Regions from separate parts of the Cricetulus griseus genome. Here all the other regions are linked to region 1. A link is a contact called in public Hi-C and Micro-C data. All regions are on one chromosome and are shown on one strand. Each heading gives the region's core, a stretch centred on a gene start, on an enhancer-like site or on the middle of the called end of the contact. The rest is flanking DNA. Distances are from core to core; before and after follow the strand shown.

Region 1 (2,789 bases), core at 175-2,674:
AGTGGGGAGCAAAGCTAGGACTGGGGTATAGCTAGCATTCTCAAAACCCTCCCAGGAAATTAGTGGAAGCACATCTGACCTTCTGGATAGACTTAGGATTGATTGCTGGTAGGTTGACACTGGCTTATCTCTAAGAACAGTGGATTTAGAAAACTGGAGATATCGACAGAGTGACAGGGTCTGGGATAAAGGTTGAGAAGGAATCCAGTGTGTTCTTAAGAGCCCTTCAGGTATACTAGAAAAGATAGCCATGTATCAGAAGACAAGGGCAGCACCAGGGTATCACCTTTAAGCCCCGCCCCTTCCCTTCTGCAGTCCCCTCTTACACCTGCTATGCCCCTGCCAAGCATCAGTGCCTGTACTCTGCCCAGCTTTCTCCAGGAGCATGTATCCTCCCTTCCTCTGTATTCTGAGGGAGCCCCTTGCCACACCTTCCTTAGCACAGAATGTCTAGTTAAGAAGGCCCCTTTTTCCCTTGGGGGGGGGCTGTGGTGTTGCTAAACAACCTCCAGGATCTCACAGAGCATACTCTCCTAGTACTGAGAAGTCTGAACTATTATACTTTATTCTTGCTGGTCTAATGGCTCTCCCTCTCCCTTCCCACAGTGCTAACCTTTAGTCTCCCCCACCTTAGATGTCGGGGGAAAATTCTGGACGCTTGTTTACATGTATGTTTGTGTGTATAAGAATTTTCATCAGATTTCCAGAGAATGCAATGTCCCAGAAATTCTAGAGAGCTCTCTGAAAGGCCTCTGCCAGAGGAGGAGGGTGGAGCAGCTTTGGTGCTCAGGCTCATTTTGTCACTTCTCCCAGAAGTGTCCTAGAAGCTCCACAAATCTGGGGGTACAAGTGAGGCATTCTACAAGTGAGGCAACTGAAGCTGACCATGGCTGCAAGCTCTCAAGGCATGGCTCCTCTGGACCCACACACATTGCCATCTGTGGGCTGCCAGGCTGGCCACCGCTGTAGCATCTGTATATACAGAATGAGCTCTTCACATTGGTACTGCTCCAGCCCCTCCCCCAGGGGACCTTAGCCACTCACCCGAAGAGAAGGTCTGGTAGAGGTTCTGCAGGCTAAACTTTATGATTTCCTTTTCTGCCACTGGGCCCGAGTCGAAGTTGTAGTAGGTGGCCAGGTAGTCTCGGGGGTCAAACTCTTGTTCATAGTCCTCACCTCCCTTGTATACTTTGCCCTCCATTCTGGTTAGCCCACTGCAGCTGTCTGTACTCCTCTTGCCTCTGCAGAGTGCCCATTCCCTCCCACCACACCTTTTATAGCCTCTTTTAATAGGCCTCCCTCTTCAGGGAGGAGCTAGGGTCCCGGTGGATGTTATCAGAGCGCTGGTGTCAGATTCCTGGCTCGATATGGTTTTTGTGATGAAGCATGAGAATGCTAGAGTCCTGTGTTATCATCGCCCCACCCGCTCCTGTCCTGGGACAGTCTCATCACTAGTTCCCCAGGGTGGTGTGGCTGGAGGCAGTATTGCAGGGAGAGGGAGAGGGAGAGAATTACACAGGGACCAAGAGAAAGTCAGAGCAGAGAGATCAAGGTCTGCTCAGGGATGCTTCTTCACTCTTGTGGTTGAGAGTAGAGGGTGGGGACTCAGGACCAGGTCCCCTGGCCAACACATTCAACACCCTGGGCTTCGTTTCTGCAACTGCAAACAAAACAAGAAGCAGAGCAGAAGTGCTCCTTGGGATGGGGATGTGGGACCTGAGATTGTCAAAATTTTTCCACTGCACTCAGTGAATTTGCATTTGCAAGCAGCTTGTCTTTAACTGAGTTAATGATTCCCTGGAGATTTTAATCTTGTTTTCTCACTTGGCTTAATGTTTTATTTTTTATTAGCTCAGGAGTAAACTTTGATAGCACCTCCCTAAATCACCAGGCCTGTGTTGGCCAAGCACTGTATTTGGACGAACAATTGAAAAAGTGCTGACATGCAGGAGAAGGTATCATCACGCTGCTTAGAGCTTCACACACCCAGGAACACGTGTGTGCACATGGGCACATTGCCCCTCCTGGCCCAAGATCACTAGCTTTCATGGGTCTGGTGTGATCTGGTCTGGTTGCTTTGAAAGATGATGCCCAGTCTGCTTTCTGTTGCTATAGTAAACACTATGACCAAAAGCAACTTGGGAAGGAAAGGATTTTTTTGACTTATACTTCCTGATCAGTCCATCTTCTATGAAAGTCGGGGACAGGAACTCAAGCAGGACCAGGGGGAGACCTTGAAGGAACACTGCTTACTGGCTTGCTCAGCCTGCTTTCTTATACAACCCAGGACTATTGGCCAAAAGGTGGCATGACCCACAGGGCCATGGGCCCTCCCATATCAATCATTAATCAAGAAAACCCCCACAGACCAGCATGATGGGGGCCATTCCTCACTTCCTAGGTGATTGGTTTGAGTTAGGTTGGCAGGGCTGCTACCACAAAGGGAAAGGGAAAGTTGATAAAGGATAGATACACTCTTACACCGTTGCAGGGATTCTGCAATGATCACAAGATGAAAAAAAAAAAAAAAGAAAGAAAGAAGAAAAGAAAAGAAAAAGCTTGCCCCATCTCTTTCTAAAAGTCATCTAAGGGTGAGAGCTTCTGGGCAGTAAAGTTCAGAGTGGGTTGCCAGAGGGCAAGCTTGGGTTGCAGGCAACATAGCACGGGCAAAGTTCATGACACTGATCACTTAATACGTGACAGAAGTCTGTTGTCATCTTCATAGTAACCTGCAAGGTGGATGCCCCCTCAACAACAAGGAAGGGGCCAGTGTGATGTCCAAGGTCACT
Region 2 (2,789 bases), core at 155-2,654, 250 kb before region 1:
TCTGTGATGAGCCCTTGACAACCAGCTCGGTGTGGGCCCTTTGATGAGCCCTCTCCACAGTGGGCATACCTCAGTAACCACGGCTGTGAGGAAGAAACAGATGTACAGTGTGGGGTTCTGAGGAGAGGAAGGAGGTTTCAAGATAGTTGTGTGGTCACCCGGTGCCTTCTTTCCGAAAAGTTGCTGTCGGCTCTGCCCAAGTCCCCAGCTCTTTCCTGAAGGTGACATTGGTCCCATGAGTCCTTCTTCAGGCAGGCATCTGTGGGAGCTGAAGTTGGTCCCCTGTGCTTCTCATTCCTTCATCTTCAGACATCATTGCGTATATGCAAGGACAGCTCTTCATATAGAAAATACCTTGCTGGTTTTGAGTGGTGATGGTGGCTCCTAAGACACTCTACTCCTGCCGTGTCCCAGCCACAGCTCGGGTGCTGCCAGTGTGAGCATCTGCAGGGGAGGGCTCCTGACAGTCCCCTTGCTGCAGGCCCTGCATAGCATCCGTGTCCCCGCTGACTGCACAGCGCTGTCTGTGGCTGGGGAGCAAAGACTCAGCCCAGGAATGGCCATCAGAAACAGATGATACGCTTCTCGTTTTCAAAGACCTTGGCCTCCTCCTGATTGATTAAGTTTCCATTGAGACTAGCGAAAAGGAGAAAAGGCACATTTTACACAAAGTGTTACAGAATATTGTCCATCCCTTCCCAAGAAGTGACCCCACACGCTGTGTGCCTCATAAGGTTAATACCAGTCTTCTCCAGCTGCCCTTGCTCTATTTACTGGACCTCACTGGGCCCACTAGCAGCTTCTATCAGCCCAAGTTTAGTGACATTTCCAGGTTTCACCTTCCTTCTGAGCCTTCATCGGCTTTTGCTCTCTTGACTTTGTCTTCCCAGAAGCACTGTGTCCTCTCTCATGGACTCTGGTTTTTCTCCTGTCTCTGGTTATGTTCTTGGCCTGCTCTCTCATGCTCTCATCTTTAGTACTGGCCTCCTCCGAGGCGGGGGACCAACTGGGCCCTTAGCTCCTGGCCTCTTTTCTCGCCTCAGTCAGGTGAGCTGGGCAAGCTTCCTCCTGACCTCTTTCTCTGGATGTCTTCATACACTTCACAGTTGCCACAGCAGCCCAGAGTTCCCAGCTCAGTTAAATAGTCCCTCCCTCCTTCCAGCTGTCAGGTCCCCAAGGCCTGCCTCCGTCTTGCTAGTTCTCTCATGAAGTTCTATGTTATTTCCTAAGCAGTGCCGGCATGGCACTCTGACCCTCTGTTGCCCTAATCCCACCAGAGTGCTCTGAGTGGCCGGGGCCTTCTTTGGGCACAGCAGGGTCTTACTGACTGTTCCAGCAGGGGTACTCTGGCCTGGCCACATCCGCTTTCTCTTCACACCCTTCACTAGATTTCTCCTGCTTTCAGTATAAAGGTTGAAGTACACCATCTGACTGCCAGACCTCTCCTGCCTAGGCTCTTCCCATCTCCTCCGCCCCCTCCTGCTCCTCTCCCACAACACCCGAGTCGATGGCACACCAACTTACTGTGGATTGTTTTGAGACAGAGTGTATTAGCTGCTTTTTCTGTTGTGTGACAAAGACAACTTAGGAAGGAAGGAAGGAAGGAAGGAAGGAAGGAAGGAAGGAAGGAAGGGTTTATTTTAACATGCAGTTTGTGGGCAAAAAGACATGGTGACCGGGCATGAGGCAACTTGTCACCTTGCATCTGCAGTCAGGAAGCAGTGAGACATGAGCACTGGCACTCTGCGCTCTCTCTCTCTCTCTCTCTCTCTCTCTCTCTCTCTCTCTCTCTCTCTCTGATTGTGTGTCTGTCTGTCTGTCTGTCTGTCTGTCTGTCTGTCTGTCCATCTGTCTGTCTACCTATTTGTCTATCCTTCAGCCTGAGGTCGCAGCCCATGGGATGGTGCCTCCCACACTTAGCATGTGCCTTCCACACTACTTAACTCAACCAAAACAGACATGCCCAGAGATTTCCCTCGCAGGTGATTGTAGGTCCTTTCAAACTGACAGCCAATATTAATCACCACACAAGGGCCCCTTTATATAGCCCAGGCTGGCCATGACGCTTCTGCCTCAGTTTCCCTGTAGATCAAGCTAGTCTCAAACATCAGGCCATAGTACCCCTTCTGGAATGCTGGGGTTAAATGCATATGCCATGATATCTGGCTATTTGTAGTTCTTGGTGGACACTCTTTCAAACTCTAAGCCTTCATGTGTGCCCTTCTCCAACACGTAGCACTTTCAGACCTACTCCAACTTTTCAATTCCCATCCTTCCTTGGTGGCTTAGTCTAAAGTCTCTTCTTCCTTAGGAAGCCTGCCCTGTGTCCAACCCATTCCTTGCCTTGCCTGATCCTGCAGCTTCCATGGTTACACTTGACTATTTCCCCCTCTGTGCTCCTCCCTGACCTCAGAGTGAGCCCATGAGGACAGTTCATGTGTGTTCACCATTGGATTCTTAGCAGCAGCCCAAGGCTGGCATTCCAGCTCATGTTATTCACTGATGATTGGAGACACAGCACCAGTGCCTGGGAATCTCAGGAGGTAGGCCTGCTCCTAAGGCACTAGTCAGAACTCCTCACAGAAAGCTTGGTCTTAGCACAACTGCCACATTATTCTCTGTTGGGGTGGGCTCTAATCTCAGTGACAGCCTTCTTCATAAATGTTTGGCTATGTGTAAGAGCCACACTCTATGTGATGGTCAACTCAAAAGGATCTAGAATTACCTAAGAGGCAACATTCTCAAACCAGCATTTAAACAAACTCGTCTATGTGCACACCTCAGGCAAG
Region 3 (2,789 bases), core at 199-2,698, 140 kb before region 1:
ACTGGAGACTAGGATTTGGGACTCTTTATAGGACAAAAAAGCATGGTGGTCCACAATAGGGAAGATGATTGTCGGGGAGGACCAAGGAAATGGTGATCTTTGTCATAGCTCTTCACAGGGTATGCTTTAAAAACTGGTGACATTAGCGTGTTCTGAGGGTGAAGTTTTAAGCCCTCAGACCTTGAAAGGTCACCTTTGGACACCTGGGCAGGCCTCAGGGAAGGAGCAGTGGTTTAAACCAGTTTAAACCTTTTAAGTTCCTGAAAAAATACAAGGTTTGCCATGGTGCCCCAGGCATTATCTCTAGTAAAGCTAATAAAAATATGTGTGATCCCTAAAATTGGTGCTGAAAGCAACTTGAAAGCAAATGAAGAGTTTCCCCGAGTCTCACAAACCTCCTCTTCTTGCTCAGCTTCTGTCTTGGTGATAACCGGCAAACTAGTAACTGCTTTGTGCCTGGTTCCTCATCTTGAAAACCAGCATCAAATAGTTTTGGGAGTTGAGAACTTGTGGTCTCTCATTGCAAGGAGTTTGGTTATCTGAAAGGGGGCCTTGGGCCAGCTTCACTACCCTCTAGACTGTCCCTTGTGTAAAATATAAATAATCAATGACAAGTATAGCCCAAGGATAATGGTGGTTTTTCTTGACATGTGCCAAATTAGAAGGTAGCATCTCCTGATTGGGCCATAGGGAGAAGTACTTCATTTGGCTCGTCATCATCTGGCTTTCTGGCTGTGAGGCGCCCACAGTTTGGAGCATCCACCACCTCCCTATATAACACCCACTATATAACACTACCTATATAACACTCACTAAAGGTTTTTCCGCAAAAACTTTGAAGTGAGGGTTCCCCTGGCTTCCCCATGAGCTGGTTTGCTAAGTAAAGTTGCCTTTCCTTGCTTTCATAGCTCGTCTTTCAAGCTAACTGGCATTCCCTGAGAAGAACAGCAACCCCAGTTCCTATTAATAGTCTGAGGAACATGGAGCTTGAACATTATTTCTTCCTTCGTAGGCTTAGGCTGGTCTTGCACTCTCAAATCCTCTGGCCTCAGCTCCCCAAGTGCTGGGATTACCGCTCTGCACCACCATGCCCTGCTTGCTAATTAACTCCAGGTCCCTATCTGGTGTGACTTTCGATGCTCTTCTAAAGCAGCGAGATGGAGAACAAACAGAAGCGTGTGCGTTCCCGTGGGGCTCCTCGAGCGTCTGGGCCCACGATCTCAGATGCTCTGGCATCTAGGTCCGCACTCTCAGAAGCCCCGGCCTTCTTTCTGTGCGCCTGGTTACCTCGTCCTCCCCGCACGTCCCTCGGAGCCAGTGGGCGCCCTTCCGGGTTCTGTGCCGAATCTGCGGCTGCGGACGCGGAGGCTGCGCGCGCCGGCGGGGGAGCAGTGCGGCTGCGCGCGCCTGCGGCCTGCCTGCACTACTATTTCATCATGCACCGGGCGGGCCGCGCGCCGCTTCCGTAGCCGCCCGCGCACCGCCTGGGCGGCGAGCTCATGCCCTGTCTGCTGCCCGCGCTGCTCAGAGCCTCCCGCGCCGCGCTGCCGCTCCTGTCGCCACCCGGAGTCGCCGCCGCCGCCGCCGCCGCCGCCGCGTCCGCGTCTCAGCGGCTCCTCAGCGTTCCCGCGCAGCCCGCCGCCTCCCGGAGCAGCATGGACAGCGCCGAGGAGCTGCTCGCCCCACTGCGGCTAGCCGTGCGCCAGCAGGTACCGACCGGCCCGCGCCCGCGCCCCTCCGGACGGTCCTCCCCCGACCACGCGCGGCGCCCGCACCCGCGATCCGCGATCGGCGATCCGCGGGCCTCGTGCCATCCCCGCTGCTTACCCCGAATCCCGCCGCCCTCGCACCCCGGTGGCCTCGTTCCCGGCTCAGGGGCGAGTCGATGCTGCGCTTCTCTTTGGTCTTGGGGATGCTTTGGGAAGCGTCCCCTTCTTTTCACCCAACTCCCTTCCTTCCTTCGGTGTTAGTTAGCCTCAGGGCCGGCTCGCAAGACACGGTCGAAACGTGGCTGCTGTAGGGAGGTGTCGAACTCCCCACTCCCCAATACCGATGCGAATTCAGGGTCCCGCGCCCTTCCCAGCTTTTCTGGCTTCCGAGGAGGGTGTCTGGAGCCAGCGAGTTTTAGGATCAAGCTGGAAATTGTAAATGGAATGACTGAGCCACTCGGTGAAGTCATGCATCCTTGGGGTGGGACACCTGGAAATGTGATTTTGCGCAAGGGAAGAGGGGGTCTAGCATTAGGAGCTGGGGATTTATTGCACCCCCCCCTTTTTTTTTATTTTTCTGTAGCATTGAGTGGAGATCAGACTTGAGAGAGGGAAAGGAGAAAAGTATTTCAATGATACCCAGCGAGAGCCAGAGCTTTCAGTAGGGCCCTGGCATCCGTGACCTGCTAGCCGTAAACACCAGTCTGGTTCCTCCTGCGCTGGTGCCTGATGCAATCGTTTGTCTAGCTAAAGACGGAGGAATCCTGTTTCGGAAATAATCCATTGGAGTAGAGCTGCTACAGCTTCAGGAAATTCTGCCACTTTGCTCTAGTTTGAGCCTCAGTTAATAGGCTTTCATTTTGAATTTCACTGTGGGCTTTTTTTTTTTTTTTTAATTCTATGTTCTGTACATTCAGTCTCCCCACGTAAAATTAGGTGCGGTTCCTTTGTTTTTGCTATTACTTAAAATCTCTTTCTTTAGAAAGAATACATCTAATTTTGGGGGGAAAAAACCCCCACACTCCAAACCCCTCCCTCTGCCACGTTAGCCTGGAACTGCAGTACATAATATCCATCTGT

What was found. Hi-C and Micro-C count contacts between places; a contact is called where the count stands out from the background.
Region 2: a Hi-C map of liver shows a contact between it and region 1, with 5 times the contacts expected there. The contact joins the enhancer-like site here to the promoter of Inmt in region 1. A contact is called at or near these places in 3 of 8 Hi-C or Micro-C datasets (the CHO-K1 cell line, fibroblasts and liver).
Region 3: a Micro-C map of the CHO-K1 cell line shows a contact between it and region 1, with 4 times the contacts expected there. The contact joins the promoter of Gars1 here to the promoter of Inmt in region 1. A contact is called at or near these places in 2 of 8 Hi-C or Micro-C datasets (the CHL-YN cell line and the CHO-K1 cell line).

Annotation. Positions count from the first base shown.
Region 1 is chr8:86,142,051-86,144,839 of CriGri-PICRH-1.0, reverse strand. Inmt (indolethylamine N-methyltransferase) reads right to left here and starts at 1,424. Exons shown (of 3, transcript XM_027429690.2): 1 at 1,045-1,424. The coding sequence starts at 1,201. All of the region lies in intron 2 of Mindy4 (probable ubiquitin carboxyl-terminal hydrolase MINDY-4), which reads left to right.
Region 2 is chr8:86,391,981-86,394,769 of CriGri-PICRH-1.0, reverse strand. Nod1 (nucleotide-binding oligomerization domain-containing protein 1) reads right to left here. Exons shown (of 13, transcript XM_027429675.2): 13 at 1-636. The coding sequence ends at 564. Among named protein-coding and RNA genes, the nearest start is that of Nod1, 51 kb to the right of the region's middle. Within about 2 kb of position 1,404, at least 1 of the 6 cell types and tissues checked has open chromatin away from gene starts, as enhancers often do.
Region 3 is chr8:86,283,903-86,286,691 of CriGri-PICRH-1.0, reverse strand. It overlaps Gars1 (glycine--tRNA ligase), which reads left to right and starts at 1,448. Exons shown (of 17, transcript XM_027429682.2): 1 at 1,448-1,709. The coding sequence starts at 1,500. LOC118239240 (a long non-coding RNA gene) reads right to left here and starts at 1,477. Exons shown (of 2, transcript XR_004770974.1): 1 at 1,288-1,477.